Linked DNA regions of Capsicum annuum: region 2 is linked to region 1. The links are chromatin contacts, called in public Hi-C maps. All regions are on one chromosome and are shown on one strand. Each heading gives the region's core, a stretch centred on a gene start, on an enhancer-like site or on the middle of the called end of the contact. The rest is flanking DNA. Distances are from core to core; before and after follow the strand shown. Region 1 holds the start of LOC107871248 (hydroxyethylthiazole kinase). Region 2 has its middle 19 kb from the start of LOC107871249.

Region 1 (4,929 bases), core at 229-2,728:
GCACTTGTTTACTAAACACATCAATAATTTTTTTTCAGTTTCAGCACTTTTATCCAAACACGTAACTACTTATTTTTAAAATAAGTTCACCACTTTCAAAAGCACTTTTAAAGAATTTTTTAAAAGCCACTTTTTTCAATTTATCCAAACGAATACTAAAAGCCATTTTTTTCAGTTTATCCAAACGGACACTAAATCTACGAAGTATTTGTATGTACTTTGGATTAATGGTTTGTTTGTGTCAGTAATTATAATGGTTGATCTCTAGTACTGTTCAAAAGCACTTCAAAAGTTTAAAAACAACAAAAAATTATTATCACTTAAATTATTCAGAAAATTTGGATAATAACTTTAATTTATTTCAAGAAAGATACTACTCCAATTTGTAATATTATTTTTCACTTTGAAAATAAAAAATAAAAAAATTACTTTCACATCGAAACATTGCCAAACACCTACTATATAAAACTGAAAAAAGTTCAATTCATCCAAAATAATAGCCTGCTCAGTCCAATTTCTAAAATTCATTTATTCTAAGAAGTATTTTAAAAAAAAATTACTTTTAGTGAGAAATAATTTATATCTGATCAATAAATTTTAAAAAATATTTTTGAACAATAATTAGTATTTGGTCAAGTTTTTAAAAGTGTTTCTAAGTATATATTCTCAAAAGTGTTTTTCAGATAAGCTATTTTTTTAGTTTATGAAAAATGTTTTTGGTACTTATTTTCTTTCAAAGGTTTAGTCAAATATCTCACATTTTAGAAAAAAAAAAAAAGAAGCAATTTTGAGGAAAAATAAGCTTGGGCAAACATCATATACAGCTCTAATTTTTTAAAAATGATCTTTTTCTTAAACAAAAAATGAGAAAAATAACATAAACACGCCTTAACTTATCATATTTATTCAAATCGTCATCCTTACAAAATAATTACAAGAATATCAATTAATTATGTATTTTGTTGGATTTATTAGAAGCTAATTATGTATCTCGATAGATTAAAAACTAATAAAATATATCGAAAACTTATGATATATCTTTACAAAGAAAAAACATATCTTCGTTGGATATATTATGTATCTCGAAAGATCTAAAAAAAATAAAAAATATCGAAAGCTATTTATATCTTTACAAAAAAAAAAATATTTCTTCGTTCAATGTATTGAAAGTTAACTATGTATCTCGATAAATTCAAAATTGAGACTTTTAATAACTTTACAAAATAACAAGATTAAGGTCCAAAGTGTCGGAATTTATGTTTGTACTCTTTCTTATTTTAACACTAACATGGTCAAACACCTACTCTCTTAGTTACATTTGATAACACTTTCTAATCTATATGTTGATTGAATTCTTTAATAATGTCAATAGACGCATACTGAGTTTGTCAAAATTAATGTATTTTTGGAGAATTTAATATGAGTGGGGCATCGAATACGGAAAGTTAAGCACAATTTAGCTTTGACTAAAAAGGAAAAGCCATCACGAGTATTATGTCAGACTGGAAAAAGTACAATCTATCCAAAAAAAAAAAAAAAAAAAGGTTTGTATATTCATCCTAACAATAGTTATCAGTTCTCCTGTACACTCATACATTAAAAAAATAGAGCAAAAACATCAATGGAAGAAGACAAAATCACCAACACCATTGAACTCCAAGACCCTTTAGATTACCCAAAACAAGCATGGACACATTTCCAATTAGTCCATCAAAAATCACCATTAATCCAATGTATAACAAACTTTGTTTCAATGGATTTCATGGCCAACACTTTATTATCTGCTGGTGCATCACCTGCAATGATTCATTCAGTTGATGAAATCCCTGAATTTACTCCTAAGGCACTTGGAGTTTGCATAAATGTTGGAACACTTACACCTGACTGGTTACCTGGTATAAAGCTGGCTGCACAAGTGGCAAATCAGTTCAAGAAACCTTGGGTTCTTGATCCTGTTGCTGCTGGTGGATCAAGTTTTAGGTTGAAGGCGTGTTTGGAGTTGCTTGGTTTGAAGCCTAGTGTTGTTAGAGGCAATGCTTCTGAGATACTTGCTCTTTTTAAAGGTTGTGTAGACTCTACTTCCAAGGTAAGACAATGTGAGGTCGTATGGTAGCTTGTTAGAATTTTGCAGGTACTAGTTATGCGCATATTAGTTATGCATGTATTAGTTATGATGATTCAGTTAGTTGATGAAATGCCTGAATTTACTCCAAAAGCCCTTGGAGTTTGCATAAATGCTGGAACACTTGCACCTGACTGGTTACCTGGTATGAAGTTGGCTGCACAAGTTGCAAATCAGTTGAAGAAACCTTGGGTTCTTGATCCTGTTGCTGCTGGTGGATCAAGTTTTAGGTTGAAGGCGTGTTTGAAGTTGCTTGGTTTGAAGCCTAGTGTTGTTAGAGGCAATGGGTCTGAGATTCTTGCTCTTTTTAATGGTTGTGTTGATTCAAATTCTAAGGTAAGACAATATAAGGTCGTGTGGTAGCTTGTTAGAATTATGCAGGTATTAGTAATACGGTTATTAGTTATGCGTGTATAAGTTAAGCACGTTTTAGTTATCCAGGTTTTAGTTATGTGCGTGTGAGTTATGATGATTCATTCAGTTGATGAAATGCCTGAATTTACTCGTAAAGTCCTTGGACTTTGTATAAATGTTGGAACACTTACACCTGACTGGTTAGCCGTTATGAAGTTGGCTGCACAAGTGGCCAATCAGTTCAAGAAACCTTGGGTTCTTGACCCTGTTGCTGCTGGTGGATCAGGTTTTAGGTTAAAAGCGCGTTTGGAGTTGCTTGGTTTGAAGCCTAGTGTTGTTAGAGGCACTGCTTCTGAGATACTTGCTCTTTTTAAAGGTTGTGTTGAATCTACTTCCAAGGTAAGACAATGTGAGGTCGTATGGTCGTTTGTTAGAATTATGAAGGTACTAGATATGCTCGTATTAGTTATGCAGTTCTTAGTTATGATGATTCAGTTAGTTGATGAAACGCCTGAATTTACTCCAAAAGCCCATGGAGTTTGCATGAATGTTGGAACACTTGCACCTGACTGGTTACCTGGTATAAAGTTGGCTGCACAAGTGGCTAATCAGTTCAAGAAACCTTGGGTTCTTGATCCTGTTGCTGCTGGTGGATCAGGTTTTAGGTTAAACGCATGTTTGGAGTTGCTTGGTTTAAACCCTAGTGTTGTTAGAGGCAATGGGTCTGAGATTCTTGCTCTTTTTAATGGTTGTGTTGATTCAAGTTCCAAGGTAAGACAGTATAAGGTCGTGTGGTAGCTTGTTAGAATTATGCAGGTATTAGTAATACGGTTATTAGTTATGCGCGTATAAGTTGTGCATGTATTAGTTATGCACGTTTTAGTTATGATGATTCATTTAGTTGATGAAATGCCTGAATTTACTCCAAAAGCCCATGTAGTTTGCATAAATGTTGGAACACTTACACCTGACTGGTTACCGAGTATGAAGTTGGCTGCACAAGTAGCGAATCAGTTGAAGAAGCCTTGGGTTCTTGATCCTGTTGATGGTGGTGGATCAAGTTTTAGGAAAGGCGTGTTTGGAGTTACTTGGTTTGAAGCAATGGTTCTGAGATTCTTGCTCTTTTTAACGGTTGTGTTGATTCAAATTCCAAGATAAGACAATATAAGGTCATATGGTAGTTGGTTAGAATTATGAAGGTATTAGTAATACAGTTATTAGTTATGCAAATTTTAGTTGTGCACGTATTAATTGTGCAAGTTTTAGTTATGTGTGTGTTAGTTATGATGATTCATTTAGTTGATGAAATGCCTGAATTTACTCCAAAAGCTCTTGGAGTTTGCGTAAATGTTGAACACTTACACCTGACTGGTTACCTAGTGTGAAGTTGGCTGAGATAAGGTGTGTTTGAGGGTAGGGGACACAGTTAATATGGAATACCACTAGGTGGGGGCAGGGGTAAGGACAAGGGTGTGGCGTAGTGGGGATGGGAGCTATGAAAGTAGGCTGAAGATGAGGTGTGTTGGAGGATGGGGACACAATCAATGGGGAATACCACTAGGTAGGGTAGGGGGCAAGGTAGGGGTGTAACATGATAGAGATGGGGAGCTATGGTAGTAGGGGCGAAGATGAGGTGTGTTGGAGGGTGGGGGGACACAATCTATGTCGAATATATTATGGAACTTGTTTTTCTTATTTCTATTTGGGAAGTCATTTTCCTTATTTTCAAGCAACTTGTTTTCTTAGAGAAAATATTTTACAAAAATTTTGACGAAACGGACATGTGAAAACTAGAAACATTTTCCTCCGTACAGAGCACATCATATGTGTGCAATATTTTGTTTAAGTTGTTTTGGCATAATGCATATATATATGGAGTATTGATTTTGGTAAATACTTATTAGCACCGAGTCTTTCTACCTTCTTGAGTCGTGGATGTATTGGAAGCAGTTTCTCTGTTTTCACAGGGTAGGGCTAAGGATGCGTAAACACCACCCTTCCCAAAACCACACTTGTTGGATTACGCTAGGTATGTTGTTGTATAGAGTCTTTATAACTTCTTGAGCTGAGGGTGTATCGGGAACAATCTCTCGCTATCTTTACAAGGTTGAGGTGAGGCTCTTTAAACACCACCCTCCCAGACCCCCCACTTGTGGGATTACGCTGGGTATGTTGCTGTTGTACCATATCAACTTACCCTTGTTAATAATTTAATGAAGTGAAAATATACATTAACTACTCATAGTTTAGTGATAGTTACATATGTTCTAACATATGTAATGATGCATTGATCTGTTTGGTGTAAACACCCGACACAAGTAATGTTTTATCGTCAATTTTTATCTTTGTTGGTATGCTTGCATTATATCCAGTATTAGGAGTTTTTAAAGTACGAGACTTGCACATGGTAGAAAATGTAGATAACCTCTAACATATTTCTGAACATTAAACTA
Region 2 (4,913 bases), core at 1,016-3,515, 240 kb after region 1:
ACTAATTTGAATAAAATATCCCTGATAAGTAGGCTAAAAGAGGAAATCACACTTTTCGACATATCATGAATATATGTACGATAATCAAAATAAAAGAAAACAAAATAGCCAAAATACCATAAGAAAGATTATATGATTTTTCTTGGCTCTATTAACCATAAAAACATAATCTAAAATGACATTTTAGAAAAGAATTTTAACTACTTGAATAACATTTAAATGTTAAATGTAGCGAGCTAAATCAATGACGAGTACCAAAATAGTAAAAGAAAATGCAATAACTAACAATCCGTCAAATCCTTTGAAAACAGTCACTTTTAACAACTGTACCTAAGCCCTTCAAGGCCGTCTACAGCTATTCTCAGCCAAAACAAAAAATAACTAACGAAGCCAAATAATCAACACTAAATGGAATGAATTATTACCTGTTTTGGAGATTTGAATAAAATATTCCTGATAAGTAGGCAAAAAGAGGAAATCACACTTTTCAACGTATCATGAATATGTACTATAATCAAAATAAATGAAAACAAAATAGCCAAAATACCATAAGAAAGATTATATCTTAATTTTTCTTGACCCTATTAATCATAAAAACATAATGTAAAATGACATTTTAGAAAGAATTTTAACTACCTGGAATAACATTTAAATGTTAAACATAGCGAGCTAAATCAATAACGAGTACCAAAATAGTAAAAGAAAATGCAATAACTAATACGTCAGATCCGTCAATCCTATGAAAACAGTCACTTTTGACAACTGAACCTAAGGCCTTCAAAGCCGTCTACAGCTACTCCCAGCAAAAAAAAAGCAAAAAAAAAAAATAACTACAGAATAAAGAAAATGGCTAAAAGTCCTCCAATCTTTACCTCAAATTCCAAATACACACCTATAATTCACGGGAGTCCTATCACTCCTGAACTATTTAAAAATGATATTATTACCTCCATAAATGCTTACGTGGCAAAGAAAGTGAATCTCACTCTCCTTGAGAGATTGAGCACCGAAAATAAAAATAAAAATTTTATTTTTGCATTTCTTTTATATATATATGCATTCCTTTATTCCTCTTTTTCTCTCCATTTTCTTTTCCTTCACCCTCTTCATCTTTCTCATTTTCATCTTTATTTTTTTATCTTTATTTTCATTTATACTGCAAACCCCACATTTTTCTCACCATTAATTTTTAATTATCATTTTTGGATCCACTGATTTCTCTTTTTTGTGAAGAAGGATAAATAATTCCAAGTGTTTTCGCCGGAACGGCTTCACAATCGATGGAGCTTGTCCGGCCATCAGATCAGTTTCAAAATAAACATACCAGTGATACACACCAACTCCATAAACAATTACACGCATATTCATCTCACAATTCTCAGAAATTAGAAAAAATCAAAGCGATGCTTGGTGTAAGTTCAAATGAAAAGTGGGAATTAGTTCAAAAAATTATGTCTCATGAGGATTTCGGATCGAGTGAAACGATTTCAAGCCATGAAATTAATATTATCTCTCAAAATCAATATTCATATTTAAACTTTTTTTTTTTTTGCACTATTTCAGCATTAAGATTGATTTTTGAGTTGTGCGGTTTCTTGATTTTGTCTGTTTTAGCATCAAGATTGGATTTTGAGTTGTGGGGTTAGTTGAAATTGTCTGTTTAAGCATCAAGAATGGATTTTAAGTTGTGTTGTTTTTTGGGTTTGTCAACGATGATGAGACAAATGTCGGAGAAGTATTGAAGGGGATGGGAGAGTGATTTTGTGAGGGATATTGAGTTGTTTGGGTGGGATTTTATTGAGGGTTAATTGAAGTTCTGGATTCCATGGATAAAGTGTTTTCATTTGAGAAGATGTTTAAATGGGCCTTGAAAAATAAGAAAAAAGTAAGATAAAAATAATTTTTTTATATCAAAAAAATAACAATATTACGTGGAATTAGTTGATAGGCGTGTGCATAAAATAGTTCAGGGATAATAGGATAATAGGACTCGCAAAATATAAGTATGTAGTTCGAATTTGGGTAAAGATTGGAAGATATTTGACCATTTTCTCCCACAAAATATAAAAACGAAGCCAAATAATCAACACTAAATGAAATAGATTATTACCTGTTTTGGAGCAGCGAAACAAACCACAAGCCTACCGTAGCAATCCCCACGTGAACTCGGAAACTTCAAGTACACAGCCAAAAAGAAAATTACCTATTTTTTTTTTACTAAATCTGTTCTACTGTCCTGTCCTTCCTTTTTTTCATGGAAGCCCGAGCTCCTCTTTATAGTTGAAATTTTTTTTGGGGAATTTGAAAAATAATTGAAAAGGGATCAAACATATCCCGTAAATTTGGATTCGGATTAAATTTTGAAGTTACAGGACACACAATTTTGAGCCAAAATCAACAATGATGGCTCTAGGCCAACAAAATTCAGAGATAAAAGATAAAAAGAGAGATTTTCGTGATTTTTTTTTTTTGGATCTGTTGTTGGAATTGTTGAACGCCATTACTATGGATCGTTGATGATATTATATATTTTTTATTTTTTTTGTTGTCGTGATATTGCTGCTGATAATGATTGTTGTACGCTGTCTAGGGGTAAAGGAAAATGGTATGGGCCGGGTCAGCGGTGGTGTTGGGTTGTTGCCTTGGGCTGGTAGTAAATAGAAAAAGAAACTGGAAAATGGTTTTGGGCTTGTTGTTATTTTTGTATGAAAGGGGAAAAAGGGGTAGTGGGCTGTTGTTATTGGGCTGCTGGAGCAGTCCAAAATTAATTAGGATTAGGTTGTTTTGGGATATTTTTAATTTAGCCAATTTAATTTAAAATCTAGCCAAAACAAAAATTATCAATTATATCACAATTTAATGAAATTCAATTATGGCCAAATTTAATTAATTGACTAAACTGAATCAAAATTCAAAAATAAATTAACAATTAGTTCAATCCCGAGTTTCTTGATTTAATAAAATCAAACACTTATTTTTCCAAATAGATTATTTCAAAAATAAATTATATGTAAATCAACATTTTAATCATTTAAAGTTACTTAAGGATAAGCCTTGATTAAAATTCAATTTCATATTTTTTTTTTATAAAAATAAATATTTAAGTCACAAAATTATAAAATTTCGTATAATTGGATACGATAATATATAATCGCTACTTAAAATGATAAATTTGTCCAAATAAATACATTTGATAATAAATTATATTAAAATCAATATTTTAATAATTTAAATTTATTATTTATTATTATTATTATTATTATTTTGAAACAAGCTTTGATTAAAATATGATATTTTGTAAAATAATTATTTAAGTAACAAAATTATATAATACATAATCTTTGCTAAAAATGACAAAAAATGCCCAGATAAACACTTTGAAAAGCATTTTTAATTCGGATAAAAATAAATGTTACAATTTATTTAAAATCGAAGAAATTCAAGATTAAACTTAGTCTTGGAGGACAAAAATTAGGTGTCAACAGATATAATATGAATAAATGTATCAATTAAATTAAATAAATTATAGTTTTAGAATTATATGTAGTATGTATAGTGTTAAAATTAAATGGAGACTTTTTCATCATTTATCAGTATCTTTTTTTTTATTATTTTATTATTAATATAACACTCTATCCGTTTTAATCTATTGAAAAGGACTCTATCCGTTTTGATTTATTGAAAAGGAGAACACCTCTTTATTTTTGATATTCTTTTAATTGATTCTGTAAATTTAAAGAGTATTTTGATACATTATACATATTTTTAGCCTATTAATATAAGATTTAATTTTTATTTTTTTTTAAATTGTTACAGTTCAATATCAAATCAAAATCAGACAAATAAATAACACTGACTAATTAAATTCTTTTCTCCAAGTATGAACTAAACGTGTCAATTATTTTTATATCAGTTAAATCCCATTGTAATTTATTATTTCATTGAAATATATTAATTAAAAGTAATCTCAAGTCATAGTTCAAAACTATACTCATCAATAATCTTATATTATATAATGGACTAAATTTTAAATAAGAAATTCAACTTTGGTTTGATATAATATCCGTAATGATTTATAAATTAACTTCAATGAATTTTATAAGTTTGTTATAATTATTAGAAGTTTATGAAATTAAAATGACCTTTGGCTAAAACATAATTTTAGAAGCTTTTAATTTTGAAAATACGTATATACATATTCAAAAGCACAATTTAACATTTACGAGTTTTGTATTTTTTCTTAGAAATGCACTATTTTGTTAATACTCTATGTGTTCCAGTTTGTTTGATCTATTTTAATTTGGTACAAAATTTAAAAAAAGTAAAATAATTTTTTTTTTTAAATATTGTGAAATTAAATAAAAAATATATCAAATATACCAAAATATTCTTTAATCTTATAATCTTGAATGTGACATGTGGAAAGTTAAAATTACAAATGTTGCCAAAAAATGAAAAAGGTTTTTTTAAAAAAAGACATAAAAAAGGAAATAAATCAAACAAATTGAACCGAAGAAAGTACTAAATAATGATAAATAAAACTTCCACAAAAAATAAAAGGTAAAAACTTTTTTTTTAAAAAAAAAAGCATGAACGAAAGTTGATGATAATTGAGCATTTTGATTTGTTTTACAATAAAAAATAGATTTGAATAAATTTGTGTAGGAATAAAGAGAATGAGCCCTAGTATTACAAGTGCTTGAAGATAATTGGTGATGAAATAAGACAAAGTAAAGTCCACAATACACTTTATATTGCATATTGTACAATTTTTCATAGCCATGATCGTCTTTCCTTGATTTTTCAAATAAATATAAAATAATACAAGAAAATATATATTTTAGATTATTTAAAATTATATCATACTAATATGCAATATTAATACAAGCTTACCATAACAATAGTATAGTAAT

What was found. A called contact is a pair of places that touch in the nucleus more often than the background predicts.
Region 2: a Hi-C map of bud shows a contact between it and region 1, with 2.7 times the contacts expected there. The contact joins the enhancer-like site here to the promoter of LOC107871248 in region 1. A contact is called at or near these places in 3 of 5 Hi-C or Micro-C datasets (bud and leaf).

Annotation. Positions count from the first base shown.
Region 1 is chr5:213,044,570-213,049,498 of UCD10Xv1.1, forward strand. LOC107871248 (hydroxyethylthiazole kinase) reads left to right here and starts at 1,479. Exons shown (of 2, transcript XM_016718130.2): 1 at 1,479-2,086. The coding sequence starts at 1,622.
Region 2 is chr5:213,281,691-213,286,603 of UCD10Xv1.1, forward strand. No RefSeq gene overlaps it. Among protein-coding and RNA genes, the nearest start is that of LOC107871249, 19 kb to the right of the region's middle. Within about 2 kb of position 2,266, at least 5 of the 5 cell types and tissues checked have an H3K27ac peak or open chromatin away from gene starts, as enhancers often do. A contact at or near this core is called in bud and leaf, where this site is marked.